Linked DNA regions of Mus musculus: region 2 is linked to region 1. The links are chromatin contacts, called in public promoter capture Hi-C maps. All regions are on one chromosome and are shown on one strand. Each heading gives the region's core, a stretch centred on a gene start, on an enhancer-like site or on the middle of the called end of the contact. The rest is flanking DNA. Distances are from core to core; before and after follow the strand shown. Region 1 holds the start of Gcgr (glucagon receptor). Region 2 holds the start of Sectm1b (secreted and transmembrane 1B).

Evidence for each region. Capture Hi-C pulls out chosen DNA fragments and counts their contacts.
Region 2: a promoter capture Hi-C map of liver shows a contact between it and region 1. The contact joins the promoter of Sectm1b here to the promoter of Gcgr in region 1. A contact is called at or near these places in 1 of 484 Hi-C or Micro-C datasets (embryonic stem cells), 1 of 115 datasets of contacts at active chromatin or transcription factors (pancreatic cancer cells) and 2 of 9 other capture datasets (adipose tissue and liver).

Annotation. Positions count from the first base shown.
Region 1 is chr11:120,529,423-120,533,207 of GRCm38.p6, reverse strand. It overlaps Gcgr (glucagon receptor), which reads right to left and starts at 2,481. Exons shown (of 14, transcript NM_008101.2): 1 at 2,375-2,481.
Region 2 is chr11:121,061,653-121,065,639 of GRCm38.p6, reverse strand. It overlaps Sectm1b (secreted and transmembrane 1B), which reads left to right and starts at 2,071. Exons shown (of 5, transcript NM_026907.3): 1 at 2,071-2,123; 2 at 2,337-2,444.

The DNA of each region.
Region 1 (3,785 bases), core at 1,232-3,731:
TTATTAGTGGGCTGGGTATGGAGAAGCCAAAAGCCAGAAGCTGGCTCTTTACACACTATGCCTGGCCTCCACCAGAGCTACTGGGGTCTCATAGAGGCCTGAAAGAGGAAGGTTAGAGGCGGGAAGGCTTCAGGGCAGTGTGAAGGTGATAAAAGATGACCAGCGTGGGTAGATGGGGAGTGGAGATACAGGGAAGGGACATGGTGGGGAAGGATGTGGTCCAAGATCCTGCAAGGATGAAGATCAAGACAGTCGGGGAGGATGGTCCTTAGAGCCCAGTTGCCCAACCTGAAAATGTAAATGTTCAATGACCGATAGGTGGTGGCACACACCTTTAATCCCAGACTCGGGAGACAGAGACAGGAGGATCTCTGAGTTTGAGGCTAGCCTGGTCTACATAGTAAGGTCAGGGATACCCAGGGCTACACAGAGAAACCCTGTCACAAAACAAAACAAAACAAACAAACAAAAGAAAAAAGAAAAATCCAAAAATAAATAAATAACAAAGAGTAACAAAGGCGAGACCAAGAACCCTTGAGGATTTCCTTCCACACACAGTTTAGCACTGAGACCACAGTGGGTGAGCTCAAAACCACTCAGGGCTGGATCCCTAAGGGTTCAGTAACCTCTAACCTTGTCTCTCAAACAAAAGTGGCAGAAAAGGTGGGTGAGTGTTCTATTCCTGTGGATGGAATAACGATGGGGGATTTCTGGCATCAGGAAGCTGAGGCTGACTTCAGCCCCATGAAATTGAGACTCTGGGGTCTCTGCAGAAAACGTCTGGACTTTAAGAGAGCAGAGATGTATGAAGAGCAACACGGCACCCTTTCCCTTCCACTGAAGGAGAGAGGCTATGTCGTCAGTAGGATAGGACTGCAATCTCTGTACCTTCGCAGTGTGCCTCCTGTCCCCACGGTGGGCAAATACTGACACTCAGACAGAGCCTATCAGCTCTGATAAATACTCAGGGTGACAGGCAGCCAGGTGTGCACGACGCGCTCTCGCACCTGTGACCTGAGCTGCAGTTCTGGTCCTTTTTCCACCTTATTACCCTCCCTGTCAGGGAACAGATGGACATAAGGGACAGTAGACCAGGGACCCTACCCTCTTCCCGTCTTGAACTAGGCTGCTGAAATCTGACTCTCAGTGAGACCCAACTGTAGGTGAAATACGGAAGATGCAAGTCTGAATCCCTAAGATGCTTGCCTGTCTTGCCTTTAGATCAATCAATCCCCCTTCTTCAGAGCACATATCTGGCACACCAGCCACTCGGACTGGCATTGTCCCATGCCACCACCACACCAGCCACTCGGACTGGCATTGTCCCATGCCACCACCGCTTCCAGCAAGCTCCAACAGGACAAAGGACACGTGGGTGTTTGCAGTGTGGTTACCGATTTTCTCTGCAGGTGGCGGAGGGTGTTAGATGGATGGCCCAGTGGCCAAAGGGAGGCATCGAGGGAAGGTGGGGGGGGGATCCTCTTGGTTCCTTAGAAGCCAAAGTAGCAACGTTTTTGATCTTAGGAATCCCCAGAGATATCAACTGGAAGGGTGTTTTTGTCAAAACAGAGAAACTAGACCAGGTCATAGTCCTATGGCAGGGACAGGATCAGGGGCCACAGGCTGTGACAAAGCCTAGTTCTCCAGTCCTCCCCTGAAAAGGGGCGGAGATACCCACGGGCTCGGGTGAGCTCAGATTCCCCCTTCTATGTCTCCAAGACAGAAGAACAGCAAAATATGCCTGGTCTAACCTCGAAGGATGCGAGAGCTAAGAGGTAAGGGATCAGTCGGTTTGCGACAGAAAACTTCGCGGGTCTGAAGTGGGAAGGTGGTCTCTGGGGAGCAATGACCTGAGCTTGCAGGGGAAAAAAAACCCTCAGTGCACGGTGCCTACACATCTAACCCGCAAGACTGAGACACTGCTAGGAAGTTCTGGAGATCAGGGACACATAGGAAGGGGAAGCGAATCCATCTGAAGGGGATGAGCGAGCCTTTGGAGTGTGAGAAGCTGGAAGCTGGAGTGTGTTGGGCGTTCAATGGGGCAGCAGGATCCACGTCTGCACCCACCCTCTCCCACCTTCCTGGATTGCGCTCCCAGAAAATAGAAAGGAGAAGTTGAGACCCCTAACCTGCAGGAGACGGTTGGGAATCAGGTGGCCCTAACCGTGACAGTAGGACACATTTCCCGTTTTGAATAAGGTGTTAGACCGGGACGAGAACCGCGACTCCCAAAACCCCAGGGACAGCTGGCTTACGTCCAGGCCCGAGGGCCAGCTCCCCGCTCCCCTCTTCTGTGCGCCCAGGTCACGCTCGTGCTCCAGCACCCCACAGACAGCCTGAGACCATCCCCTCGGGGCCCGACCCTAGTGCTCACTGTGCTCAGTCGCCGGGGCTAGGGCTGCGCTCCTCGCGGTCCTCGAGCGTACTCGGATCTGGGCGCCGGCGACTGCTCGCCTCGGCCGCGCTGTGATCGGGGTCGGCGCCAGCTCCGCGCCAGCCGCTCGCAAACTTTCCAGCGGCGACGCTGGGCGGCGGCGAAGGGGGAGGGGTGGGGGCGGGAGCGGCCCGCGGGGGAGGGGGAGAGATGAGGGTCCGCGCCCGCGCCTTAGTGCAGCGGACCTGCAGCGAGCTCTCAGACCCTCTCGGTGTAACCCCGAGTATATCTCCTGGGCTGAGCTTGCCTGGCAGGTCTGCATCCCGCGTTCTCCCTTTCCCTCCCCTCTGGCACACAGGAGCAGGCCCTGACCTGGATCCGACCCTACGGGTCCCTTCCGAGAACCCTCACCAGGTGTACCGTAACCCTGAGGATCCAACCTTGCGCACCCTGGACTTCAGAGAGCCTCCACGGGTGAATCCTGACCTGGCAGGTGCGAATCCTGATGGGTCTGAGTTCTCCAAGGGAACAATAAGTGACTCAGCGCGCCCCTTTCTCTTTCAATGTCCACTGTCCTGGGGTCTCATCATTGCGTTCAGGTTTGCAGTCTTGATTTTCTAGAAGGACTAAGTCCCTTACTTAACCACATCTGGCTCCTGGCTGGAAGGTTGCAGCTGCCACACATGCACCATGGGTGGGAGAGGTCAGGATACATGGGCCGCTCTGCAGATTTCAGACAAGGTGATCCGCTAAGAGTGCCTCTTAAACCCTTTCCAGGTTACATGCCCTGTGGGCCTCAGGGACTCCTGTCCAATAAGCCCTCAAGCAACACCACTCATTTGACAATCCACTAATTTGGCCATATTCTCAGTCGGCACAGACCTTTTTTAGATACCTCCTTTTCTGGAGTCAAAGGTTCTGAGCCACAAGCCTGCCTTTCGCTCCTAGACTCAGCCCTGGAGAGGACTTTCTCCACTGCCCGCCCCCCCATTTGAGCCCTTGAGCCACCTTTTGTTGCCTCATCTCCCCTCCTGCCCAGTAACCTCGGGATCAGAAACTCCCTTGGGTGTTTTTGGGCTTCCACTTCTCTGGCTTCTCCACATCCTGTAAGAGGGTCATGTTGCTTTCTAGAAAGTTCTCCCTGTAACTGTGGCTTTCAGAATGGGTACTCACAACCTCCCTCCCCATTTCCAGCCCCCAGACCAGTCCTCTGCGGCCCAAGTCTCCTATGTCTGTGTCCTCTCCTCCACCTCATACCTGCAGATCATCTAGTAAAGAGCCGAGGCCCCTCTAGGGAATCCAGTCCAGCACCAGTCTCTCTCATCTGGAACACATGTGGTTTCTTCTCTGTCACCCACCGCCCTTCCTCAGAACTCCCATGGGCCTTGGGTCAGTTCCTTGTTCAGTTGTT
Region 2 (3,987 bases), core at 822-3,321, 530 kb before region 1:
TCTGTCATTAGCATGAGAAGACAGTAAGTAGATTCTAGGACAGTGCATGCTCCTCCTGCTGTTCTGGGGGTCAGGGCCAGCAGGGTCATTGACCCTGGGTCTGGACACAGCTTGTCACTTGTGTCCTAGGAGAAGGACCACTCTGTGGTGCCTTCTGGCTGTCCATTGGTCCAGATGACCTGCCTCTGCTGTGCTTCCAGGGCAGTCACAGCCTGGAGTCTCTTCTTTAGGGTCAAAGCCAGGCTTTCTCATTCAGGCTGGTGTTTTACCTCACGGGATATTTTACAGATGTGAGGACATCAGACCCCAAAGTAAAATGATCCTCAAGACCAAGCTCCTGACAGCAGAGACCTAAGCTGCAATCTGACCCCTACCTCTGCCCTATGCACATCTTTCCTCCTGCTCCACCCTCAAGGCTTCACTAACACTCTACTCACCTCATTTCCCCTCCCCCATCGCTGTTGGCTCGTCAATCCAAATAGGCTAGTTGGCTACCAGGATATGGAGACATCTGAAAACTCAGCTTCCCAAGAAGAGAACACATATATGGCCCGAGGACATGAGCCATCTATCTCTACAGATGACGCTGTGTGACCACAGAATCATTCATGAAACCCCAAAAGCATGAAAGACAAAGGGATGGATTGAAGAGATGTCTCTGTAGGTAAAGCAATGGCTTTGCAAAAATGAGGGCCCAAGTTTGATCCCCAGAACCAGTGTAAAAAAAAAAAATTAAAAGCTGAGTATGATGTGCACAGTTATAATTCCAGCACTGAGGAGGTACCGCTCTCTCAGACTCACTGGCATACCTGGTGAAAGCCAGGCCAACAAAAGACCCTGCTTCAAAACTGTGAATAGTGCCTAAGGTAGGACACACACACACAAAGGGGAGGGGAGAAGATGGGAGGGAGGGGAAGAAGGAGGGAGGGGGAGAGAGGGGGAAGAGAGAGAGAGGGGGGAGAGAGGGAGAGAAAGAGAGAGAGAGAAATTAAAAATAGGATTAAGCCACAGAGGACAGAGGACAACAGGAAATAGATACCCAGCACTCCTAAATTCTCAGCAGATCCTGCTGAGGAAATTGAGAGTGACCTTGGAGCATAAATCTCTGAAAACTCTGTGGGTGAGACAGGAGATGTCACAACTTCTGATCAGAGAATGTGCAGAAGGTGACTCCTAGTGGAGCTAGGACACAAGCAGCTGTGTCTGCCAGTGAGACCACAGCAGGACTGTATACACACTGAGACCGTGTACACACCGGGGTGGGATTTTTGCACACAGACTCTCCAGAAGGCTAAGCTGCATCATCACCTGTAGACACTGACCTCAGAGTTGGAACTGTCACTGGGAAAGACTTGTAATGTTGTTGTCCCTGCCTTGTGGTTTCAAAACAAATCACCTAGTTTCACTTTCACGGTGAGTTTTCACTGAGACAACAAAGGTGTTTTAATGTTTGGGGTGAGACACGGAACCTTTAGCTGCCCTTCAAGATTCCTTACCACAGGACATCCTTGCCCCACCATCCCAAGGACCCCTACCTCCGGTCTGGTAGCCTAAGCCTTGCCGGAGGGATACTACAATCATGGGATCATGGTTATCTGATCCTCTCTCTAACGTTGGCACTAGGGATATCTGGGAACCCTGTGAATGTGGAGCCCATGCACTGTGTCCAGTGTGGGCACTAGGCTCCTGCCTTTCCCTGTGTGGTTGCCCAGAGTCTTCTTGCCTGTGATGTCCCATGCAGGGAGACAAGTCCCCCTAAATGAGCAGTCCCTGAGCCCTGAATCAAACACTGACCGCAGCCATGACTAGCCTAGGAAAAGCCTAGACTTTCTTCCCGTGCTCCTAAGGCAAGTAGCTAAAAGCCGCTTTCAATTAAAATGTTTTAATGAAGGAGTCACTCAGAAACTCATCACTGTTGTGTGGACTCAGGGTAGTTCCTGCAAATGACACTCTTTCCCGAAGTTTGTTTTCTTCCTGGATTAATGCAGTCCCTTGGGTATGAGAACGGGTGGTACTTGGACCGCCTCCTCCCTGACACGCCCTCAGGTCAGGATGAGCTCAGCAAGGGCTACACCAGAGTTCATTGCCAGAGAAGCAGGTAAGAAGCTGGAGCACACATGCAGGTGAGAACTGGAGGGGAGGTGGCACCCAGAGTGTTGGGGCTCTAAAGCATGTGGGGTGAGACCCTCAGGCAGGGTGTCCCTGGCTGCAGCCTCTCTGGGACCCTCTGTTTATTGGATGCCTGTGTCTCAGTGATTTGTCCAGAGTAAAGGTGAGGCTGAGGAGTGTCCAGGCACCCTGGACATCAGGAGCAGAGTGGATCTGTGTCTCTCCAGGTGCCTCCCACCAAGCTCCAGGAGGAGCAGGTGCAGCAGCTGGGTTCTTCGGTGTGAACTGAATGGGAAGAAGAGAACAGAGCATTCTTTCTTGTCATCTGATCATGAGTACGTAAGCCAGGGGGAGGGATTTGGTGCACACAGGTGAGCTGCAGTTGACACGGGTGAATTTCTGAGGCTGGTCACTCAGAGAATCAAGACTCTATGTTATGCTCAGTCAGTGACCTGTGTGGGTCCTGTTGTTTGGGTCTCATCTTAACATAAGTAGAAGCCAACGTCTGGCTGTGGGGTTGAAGGTTCTTCTTGTGACTTTCTTCTGCAAAATCCTTGAGGCTCCATGCATGCAACTCCCAGCTGAGCTGAAGGCCATTGTGTTGCATGGGATGGGGTCAGATCTGCTTCTATCTCCTTTGGGGCTCAGCACTCATAACTGGTGGACATAGGTCATGGCATCATTTCCATCAGGAGATCCAGCAAAGGCATTGGGAAGGGAGTGTCAGAAAGGTGACATACCATGTTGGCTGTGCCAGCTGAGTCCTGAAACAGAGATCTCCCCTAAGGAATCAAATAAAAATACAGGGAAGGGACTTAACCCACACAGTCCTTGGGCAAGAATGGCAACAAAGTCTGTCAACCCATCTTTAAGGTACTAACATGAGCTTTGGGCTTAAATAGAGGAGTGGGAAGGGTCTACATCGTTAAGAAGTCCTGGTCACAGCGTAGTCTGGTTGATCACTATCTCAGTTCTGATAGGGTGCTGCCAATAAGTCCTGGTTGAGGGATAATGGGGTTCCGAAAAGGTGGCTCCTCCTGCTGGGGTGACTGTGTTAAGGGATCTGTGAGAATGTTATTCTGACACCCTGGATCACTGCAAACTAAGAACAATGACTAGAGACTTTTCATGCATTTCGGGGGGATCTGGAACATGACACTACGAAAGCCAACAGATGCTTCAGAGACTCCCGTTCTTTGTCTCCTCAGCCATGAGGAGTTCATGGGCGTTAGACAAAGGCTCCTTGAGTAACTGCCATACTTATATGCAGAGCTGATCATGAGCTGGAGCCAAAAGAACACAGATGCAAGCAAGGTGGACACAGATTCAGCCTACTTCTGGTCATTCTGTTGACTTAAGTAAAGAGGTCCTGTTATAGCTGGGAAAAACCCAGAAGTTCCCAGGGCCTGAGAGACAAGGTGGCTGGGATCTGGGTCCACAGACAAAATAGAGGCCTGAAAGAGAAATAATGCCATCTTCTCCCTCTTGAGGATCTCACCCTCACAAGGGTGGCACATAACCCAAGTCCGCTGGAAGAAGGCTGAGAACTCTCGTGTTAGGACATGATATGGAGCAGCTAGGACTCTGGAGAAAAGCCAGAGCCACACTAGCTGTGGAGAATCAAACTTCAAGTTTGTCTCCTTCAGCTCCGTAGATCCGAAGGATCAAACCCAGCAGTTAGACTTGGCAGCAGGGCTTTCAGCAGCTTGGCAGACAGCCCTATCTTCTTTGTTATTTTCTGCTGTCTGTTCCTCCAGAGTGCTAGGATTAAAGCCAGGTGCAACTACACCCGGAAAAAGACATTAAAAATGTGTGTGAGAGAGAGAGTGTGTGTGGGCGTGGATGTGTGTGGGCGTGCACGTGTGCTTGTATGTGTAC